2 separate regions of the Zea mays genome follow, and region 2 is linked to region 1. The links are chromatin contacts, called in public Hi-C maps. All regions are on one chromosome and are shown on one strand. Each heading gives the region's core, a stretch centred on a gene start, on an enhancer-like site or on the middle of the called end of the contact. The rest is flanking DNA. Distances are from core to core; before and after follow the strand shown.

Region 1 (4,024 bases), core at 988-3,487:
TGATGCAACATTTCATTCTCCCTTGGAGTTTAGCCTACTAAATTATAATTACAAATAAGAATAACCACTCTTCTACTACAGAAAAGAGAAAGATGAGATTGGGGAAAAGTGTGAAAATAGAAGTAACACCTGAATTTGTGAATATGAGCAAAGAAATTTTATACCCCAAATTCAGGGTGTTACATTATAGTACCCGACAGAGTTAAACATAAAAAAACTTTGACTACTAATAACAATTTTGTTATTTAGTTTTGAAATTTAGTGGTCATATATATTTATCTTAAAAAGTATTTTTGCAAAAGTATAAATTTGATAAGGATTTATTTGTATTTTAACAAAAAATTGGTTGAATCTATATTTTGGAGACTATATGGCTGTTTTAAACGACTTGTATTTTGATAGCGGAGGGAGTATTCTCAACGCGGCAAAGGTGCCCCCGACCGTTGGAACTAACGTTTAGAAGTTCTTTTAACAATTACTCCATAGGTGTTATTCTCTGCGCGGCAACTGCATGCATATTGGTGGGCCAGTTCTCGGGACGCGCGCAAATTCTATAGGGAGACGTCCATCTCTAGCGTCGTCAATTTCCCCCCAGCTCACTCTATCTCTCTTTCCCGTTGGCGGAGGACATCACGAAGGGAACGGATACAATACAACGGAACGACCCACCCGCTGAAGACGTGTGCGGTCCATTCCCCGGCCGTTGGTTCCCGCGCTTTGGACGAATCTATTCCGCACAAGGTAGCCAAAGGTGACCGACCGTTCATGGTCATCATCTATTCAGCTGATTCGTACAGTATTTTTTTTAGCTGCCACACGGTTTCTCCACCGATCGTCATGAGAGTTGGAGCCTCGAGAGCCCTGCGAAGTTCGCAACGGTCATGCGATGCAATTCGATCATCTTTTACAATGCAAACGCACGTGCGTACATTTTGTATGGATGCAGGTCAAGACGATGTTTTTTTAGTACGCGACAAGGCGTGGACGCAAACACTTTCAAGTGTATTTCCGAGTACTTTCAAAAAGTCTGTTAAACACCCGCTCTGAGCATCTATCTCCAAGACTCATTCTAAATTTCACTCTCTAAATTATATCTAAAATATCATTTAATTGAGCTGTATATTCTGTATGGAACAGAGGCCAGGAGATGTTTGTTTCAAGACTTTGCTTCACCTCGTTGTAATGCACTTCGTTGTAATGCACTTGAAATTAATATATCAATTTTTTTTCAAAAAAATCATTTAAAGAGTCATTTGCATTGAAACCACTTTAAATATCTTTTCTATTTCTAACATCATTTTTATATCCTATTTGCATTCTGGAGAACCATTCACGTTTTCTATATTTAGCTAGCGAGAAACCCGGAATGGAAGATGACCATATTTGATAACCATTTAGATAAGCTTTTGGAAGGTATTTTTTATACAAAAAATCTCTATATACATAGATTAGAAAGGATATAGAGAGTCTCTCGGAGTTGCTCAAGTTATTATTTTAGAATGCCATCCAAATAAAAGTTAGTGTATATATTTTATCTATCTTCTAACATTTCTATATATCTCATATACACTCGAGATCTAACATCACTTTCTACCTTTGGCTAGTAAGAAATTTAGAATAGGGTTTCCTCGAAAGGAAAAAGATTAGAATTGATAATGATAATATTTAATGGTCTAATGTAAAACTGTTTATTGGTACTTTTTAATAAAAAAATATTCCTAATAAAAATAAGAAGGACATAAGAGGAGTTTAAAGTTGCTTATGAACTACTTCCTTCGTTCTATATCTTAAGGTCACAAAAGTTTATTCTAAGTCAAAATTTTAAAACTTTGACTATTAATAACAAAATATTCATAAACATTGACTAAATAAAAATGAAAATGTTACATTTATTTTTAAAACATCTAGCATAATATATAATTTCTTTAATTTAAAATAATTATTTTTTAGATATTATTGGTCAAAGTTTTAAAACTTTGACTCAGTATAAACCTTCATTACCTTAAGATAAAAAATGGAGAGAGTATATAAATAGTATAGTAGGGCATCTATCTTATATTTACATATAAGGTTATTTTCAGCCCACCAGATATATGGCCGAACAAAATGCTATTTTAATTTGAATTAGAAGATAAAATAAGACGTAAAATATGTTAGACCACGACGTAAATAACTTGGTCACGCAGGTCTCTCTCAGTTCTGCTCTCAATATAAAGACGCCACAACCACAACCAGGCAGATTACGGGCCCGAGCCATCGTCATCGAGACATCGACCGACTCCGACTCCGACTCCATCCACGGTCTCCTTCCGAGATCCCTCTTCTCCTCCCGCCCCCGCCTGACCGCCTCCCTCCTCACTCCGGCCCCTTCCGCATGTCAATCCATGGGCTGATACTCGAAGTCAGAGGTGCCTTGCCCGCCTCCCTCCTCCCCGATCCTTCTCCCTCGTACCTACTGGTAGCTGATCGATCTCTCCTCCTGTAACCCTGCCTGCAGTCACCGGGTGCCGGAAGCTGCGGGACACGGAGTTCTTCACCCGCCAGGACCCCTACGTCGTCGTCGAGTACGCCACCACCAAGCTCCGCACTCGCACCTGCACCGGTTCGTAACCCCCCTCTTCCTTCCTCGGCCGCCCCGGCCGAGTCTTCGCTGCACTAAACGTGCACTGCTTCAATTGTTTTCATTTTTTTGTTATGTGGACGTCGTACCGGCGTCAGACAATTTCGCATACCCACCAACCCCAATTCACACCCTGCACAGGGAATTCGCCTGCATATGATGTTGATTGAGCTATTAAAACATAATATACTCGTTCAAGTTTCACTAGGTTTGGCTGCCATTGTGCAAACTCTCGGTATTAACGACGTGCTATGAGGTGGGTAGGTGAACTTGATGTGGGATTGCTGCTTCCTGCCTTGTTGCCCACTCTGTAAGACTCGGTAAGAAAAAGAAAGAAACCAGGCAACAAAAGCTAGAAAAACATTAATAACTACAAAGACAACCAAACAAACGGCCACAGAAGAGATGGCAAAGGAAAACAACAACTAATGGGAAAATTCACAGCGAATCTGCTTTGCCCATAGGTAATGAACGAATGCCATCGATGGAACACCACTTAGATATGGAAACTGCCAGCCGACCAGCTGGGCTGGTTCTTTCTAACTTCGCGTAATGTCTTTATGCTTAGTTTATGTATGATGTCGAATCTCTAGATGCCCCTAGCGGAATATTGGTACCTTTCAATCATCGTATTATGCTTGACTTTTGATCATTTAGGACTAAATTATGTTGGAACAAGTACCACCCACACCAATTTATTTGTGTTAATTCATCAATGGCTGACAACTACCGTCAAAACATGAACATACCCCTGCTGCAACTAATGGGAGCATTCACAGCTAATGTGCTTTGGCCCATAGATAATGAACAAATACCACCAATGGTACACAGCTTAGATATGGACACCACCAGCCTAAGTTGGGCTGATTCTTCCTAACTTCGATAATGTATTTATGCCTACTTTATGTATGCTGTCGAAAGTCTAGATGGCCCTAGCGGAATCTTGGTTCCTCCCAATCAGCATATTATGCTTAACTTTCCATCATTTAGGACTAAAAAATTATGTTGGAACAAGTACCACTCACACCAATTTATTTGTGTTAATTCATTAATGGCTGACAACTACTGTGAAAACATGAACATACCCCACTGCAACGAAAAGCACTTACTTTGGGCACTAAAAGAGCTTGTTTTTTTCTCTCTCTTGTGTCTACTATCTGGATTCTGGAATTTAGCTATATGACTGGCTTGTGATTCCACGGTTTTGAATAACTCTATTTGCACACTTAAAAGTAATGAAGGAATTAGAGGAGTTATGGGTCTTTGTAGGTTGTGCTTTCAATTTGCTTTTGAAGTTGAATGGACCACCATTCTGATCATTTCCAATAAATCTCGGGCTGTACAATTTATAAGCAATTAGCACAAACTTATTTTGATCATTTCTTCGTGAAAAAGACAGCTCCT
Region 2 (4,024 bases), core at 541-3,040, 170 kb after region 1:
AAGCAGCCGCTCGTATATTTTACCTGCTATTCTGTGGCGGACGATATGGGATTGTAGGAATAGATACATCCATGATGGTGCAACTTCCACAGCCCCCGGAATAATTTCTAAGGTTGTACATGATCTGAAAATTTGGCGCCACCGTTTGTCAGAGGGCTCCCCCCCCTATATAAAAAAACAAAGAATTTGATCCATCAAAGAAGGCTAATATCTAATTCGTATTCGAGTCCAGGTATTCTGTATCCGATCCGTATCTGATTTATATATATGTCTGTATATTTAAAGTTGGATATTTAAGATATCAATATCCATTCAAATCTTGCGACACAACTCAATATACGGTCCAAATCCAAGAGAAAATATAAAAACAAATATAGTACAACAATATTTGTTTGAATGCGATCCGATTAAACCTCTGCCTGTATCAGAGATAAATCGAATCCCGTTGGAGGTGTACAAGAGAAGAGGCTACAAACGTTGGTTCACGTTGGATAGTTAAAAGATGACAATGATCAATAGCATGATCGATAGTTAATAGGACGTGATGTGACAGGAGATATAAACTCTTCGTATGGAAACACTGTCTTCAGTGGAGTGTGAAAAATAGGTAACACGGAACTGTAGATGATGATATTATTTAACACTATTTATAGAGAGAAGTTTAAAATATGAGATCGGATAAGAGATATGATAGCTTTAGGTGATCCATAAGCTAAATACGCTCTCTTTGTGGTTCAGATTTTAAATGCTAACAGCGCAGTTGTTTTGAAACGGAGGAGGTATATATATTTATACTATTTTCATGTTACGTGATTATACGTTTAAGAAAAAAAACCATTGCTGGTCAGATATCAATAGTCAAGTTCAATGGAGACAATATAGAATTATAGAAACATACTGTTTTCCTAATCACGTACCTGTATAGGTAAAGTCATTTGTAGAAAACTTCTAATACCTAGAATCCTAGCTTGGGGAAACTATTTCTTATTTCCGTTCTGAAAAGCATATTATAAACAACAGATTCTGTGAAGTTCTGATATATAGTTTGATAGCCAAGGTCGTCGCATTTTTTTCATTCTGAAATTTCTTCTTTCACTGCTAAAAGCTTCACATGATTCAGTGTGTTCTTTTCCTCTCCAAATTATGAACTTTTTGGACCTAAATTTGTATAGCCCCGTTTAGACGTAGATATTGGAACACAAAATTGAAAATTAGAATCAGTTTTTTTAATTCTATTATTTGGTTGCACATAGAATTGAGATTCGAAATCAGAGACCAATTCTCTGGATTTGGACTAGAAACTCTCTCTCGATACAAAGCATCACCCCTTAAAATTGAGTGGAATTAGACCATTCTAAATTTCAATTCAGTGACATCTAAACAATAGAATTGAAATTACATTTTATTTCAATACTATGACTGATTCGGTATAGAACTCAATTCAATTTTATGTCCTTCAATATTGACATCTAAACGGAGAGGTACTGTTATGGGCTTATGGCTAGTTTAAAAACTTAAATCCTCTTATAGATTCTCAGGGTTTGAGTAAAAAATGAGCTAATTTTTTACTTAATCTAAGAATCCTTCCCAAGAATCCTGAAAAAAATTTAAATTTTCAAACAAGTCCTTACAATATATATATATATATATATATATATATATATATATATATATATATATATATATATGGAAAATGTCCTTAATCGTCGAATCTTTTTGTAACCCGCACTACCCAAGCAAAGAATGAGTGGAAAACCCGCGTGACCGGTAACCGCCCGAACGCCACACAACACAAATCACAAAATGCGGTCGCTCCACCTCTCCCCGGCGCCACCAAGGCCGCCCCTCCCGACGCTGAGGCGGCGGCCGGCGCCGAAGCCCCACTTCTCCGCTCCCAGTCGTGGGGCTGCTGTCGGTGGTACCTCATTCTATTCCGCCGGCCGAATCTCTTTGCCGCGCCACCTCGCCGCCGCGGCTCCAGAGGCTGGGGCGGCGGCATCCGGTCCTCCTGACCCCAGCCCTCTCTCCGCGGAGGCCGAGGCCGAACGCGCCAAGCTGGCTCAGGTAAGGACAGCCATAGAGTGTTAGTCAAGCGTCCTGGAGTCTGGAGATTGAGATTCTTGCAACCACGTGCTCGTTGTTTCTGCCAATTGGGCGACGAGGTTCTCCAGTATTTTGACTATTTGAGTGAGCTAGTAGAGCACATCAGCGAATGCGCAAGGAAAGAAAATGTAAGCAATGCCGTGGTAGTTTCTTATTCTGCTACTCCTTTGGAGGAAGACAGAAGCAACCAAATGCCTTCTGTGGTCTGGTGTGATTGAATGAAGTGGCACACCTTAGCTGCTTAGCATTCGATCAGTATTAACCATATTTGTCATCCTTGATACATTGCCTTAGTCCATTTATCAGAAGAGGTGTGATATCGTTTAGTTTTACCATATTCAGAAACCACATTTATTAGTTCTACCAAAATCTCATGTAAACTGTGATATCTTTTGTTCATGATTTCTGAAGTTGTGTTACTGACTTACTGTAACATTTGCCAATATCCATGTGTTAGCTAGAGGTGCTACCTTGTGTTACTTGACTCTTATCCTATAGTAACTTGGTTAAATTGTCAAGCTTCAAGAGAGTTGTTTCCTAAATAAACTTCGACATGGTGACCTTCAACTTCAAGAGAGTTGTGTTTCCTAGATAAACTTCAACACGGTTACCTTTCTAAATTTTTAGGCACCCCAGCTATTTTTCTCCATCACCTAGGTACTGGGATCTACCAACAGTCCAACACTCGTGTTAGCTAGGAGGTACCGTCTTCTGTCACTCGACTGTTAGCATAGAGCGACTTGGTTAAATTGTCAAACTTTAACAGAGTAGTTTCCTAAGTAAACTTTAACATGGTGGTCTTTCTAGATTGTCATGCACGTAAGCTATTTTCCTCCATCATATAGTTACTGGGGACTTCCAGAACTCCTGCTCCCAGCATGCATGCTACGATTCCAACACTCGTGTCCCCCCCAACGTACATTTACTAAGCACGCTATGATTCTCAAGTATATAGCCAATCAGTGATTACCTTTCTTTTGCAGGTTAGCAAAAAGCTAGAGAAAACAGCACGGCATTTCAAGAATGTGGGCACCCTGGGGTTCTGGTCCCAGTTGGTGTGTACGGTCGTTTCGGCCGGGATCCTGTCGTTCTCTGCGGTCGCTACAGGGAATGTAACAGCTCCCTTCACATTCAGTGCGACTGCGGTTGGCATCGTCGTGGCCTTCATCTGCGTCTTCCGGTCATTTGGTTACATCCGCCTTTCTGAAAGGCTTAAGAGAACAGCAAACGATCCTTCTAAGGTACTTCTATCGCTTAGAATAGTTGTAGGGCTGCAGCATCATTTTCTTTTTTTTTCTCTATGGAACAAAATGGTTCTGTTGTGTAGCCTATGGTATTAGCACCATCTTCCACCTGTTTACAGCCGCTTCGTGTGAAAACTTCTACACAATTCTGTTATCTTACTTCTGTGTGGTGCTCTTGCTAAAATGCTCTGGACACGCTTCCGAGACAAAAAAAAAAAAGAACTAAAATCGTTTTCTCCTCTTTCAGGCTCCTCCACGTGCCGATGTGGTCAATAATCTGAGAAACAGTATCGTGCTTAACGTTGTTGGAATGGCTGCTGCAGTTCTGGGCCTGCAGGCAACTGTAGGTGCTTTGGTAGGCAAGGCACTGACTACCTCATTAGTGCCCTACTACCAGGGGATACCACCTGGACAGAGTCCCGTTCTTGCTTTAGATATCTTCCTTGTTCAGGTATGCCGCTGTTTTTGCCATGTGTGTTTAATTTACTGTAAAGAATAGCTTGTGTGGGTGTTTCGTGCCCTTTTTTTCGAATGGGGAAGTTTGTTCTGTGTAGTCAGGCATAGATTATCTTCACATGAACATTATAACATGGGTTTAGATGCCTAGTTCTCATCAGAAATAAGGCTCTAGGCCTCCATTAGTTTTTAAAATTCGATTTATGTTAATCCAATTGGTA

What was found. Hi-C and Micro-C count contacts between places; a contact is called where the count stands out from the background.
Region 2: a contact with region 1 is called in a Hi-C map of tassel, with 2.7 times the contacts expected there. The contact joins the promoter of LOC100273175 here to the promoter of LOC100280708 in region 1. A contact is called at or near these places in 6 of 25 Hi-C or Micro-C datasets (bundle sheath, ear, leaf and 2 more).

Annotation. Positions count from the first base shown.
Region 1 is chr9:101,379,217-101,383,240 of Zm-B73-REFERENCE-NAM-5.0, forward strand. LOC100280708 (calcium-binding protein) reads left to right here and starts at 2,238. Exons shown (of 7, transcript NM_001153627.2): 1 at 2,238-2,408; 2 at 2,498-2,602. The coding sequence starts at 2,375.
Region 2 is chr9:101,546,332-101,550,355 of Zm-B73-REFERENCE-NAM-5.0, forward strand. It overlaps LOC100273175, which reads left to right and starts at 1,791. Exons shown (of 4, transcript NM_001147620.1): 1 at 1,791-2,064; 2 at 3,087-3,344; 3 at 3,595-3,798. The coding sequence starts at 1,804.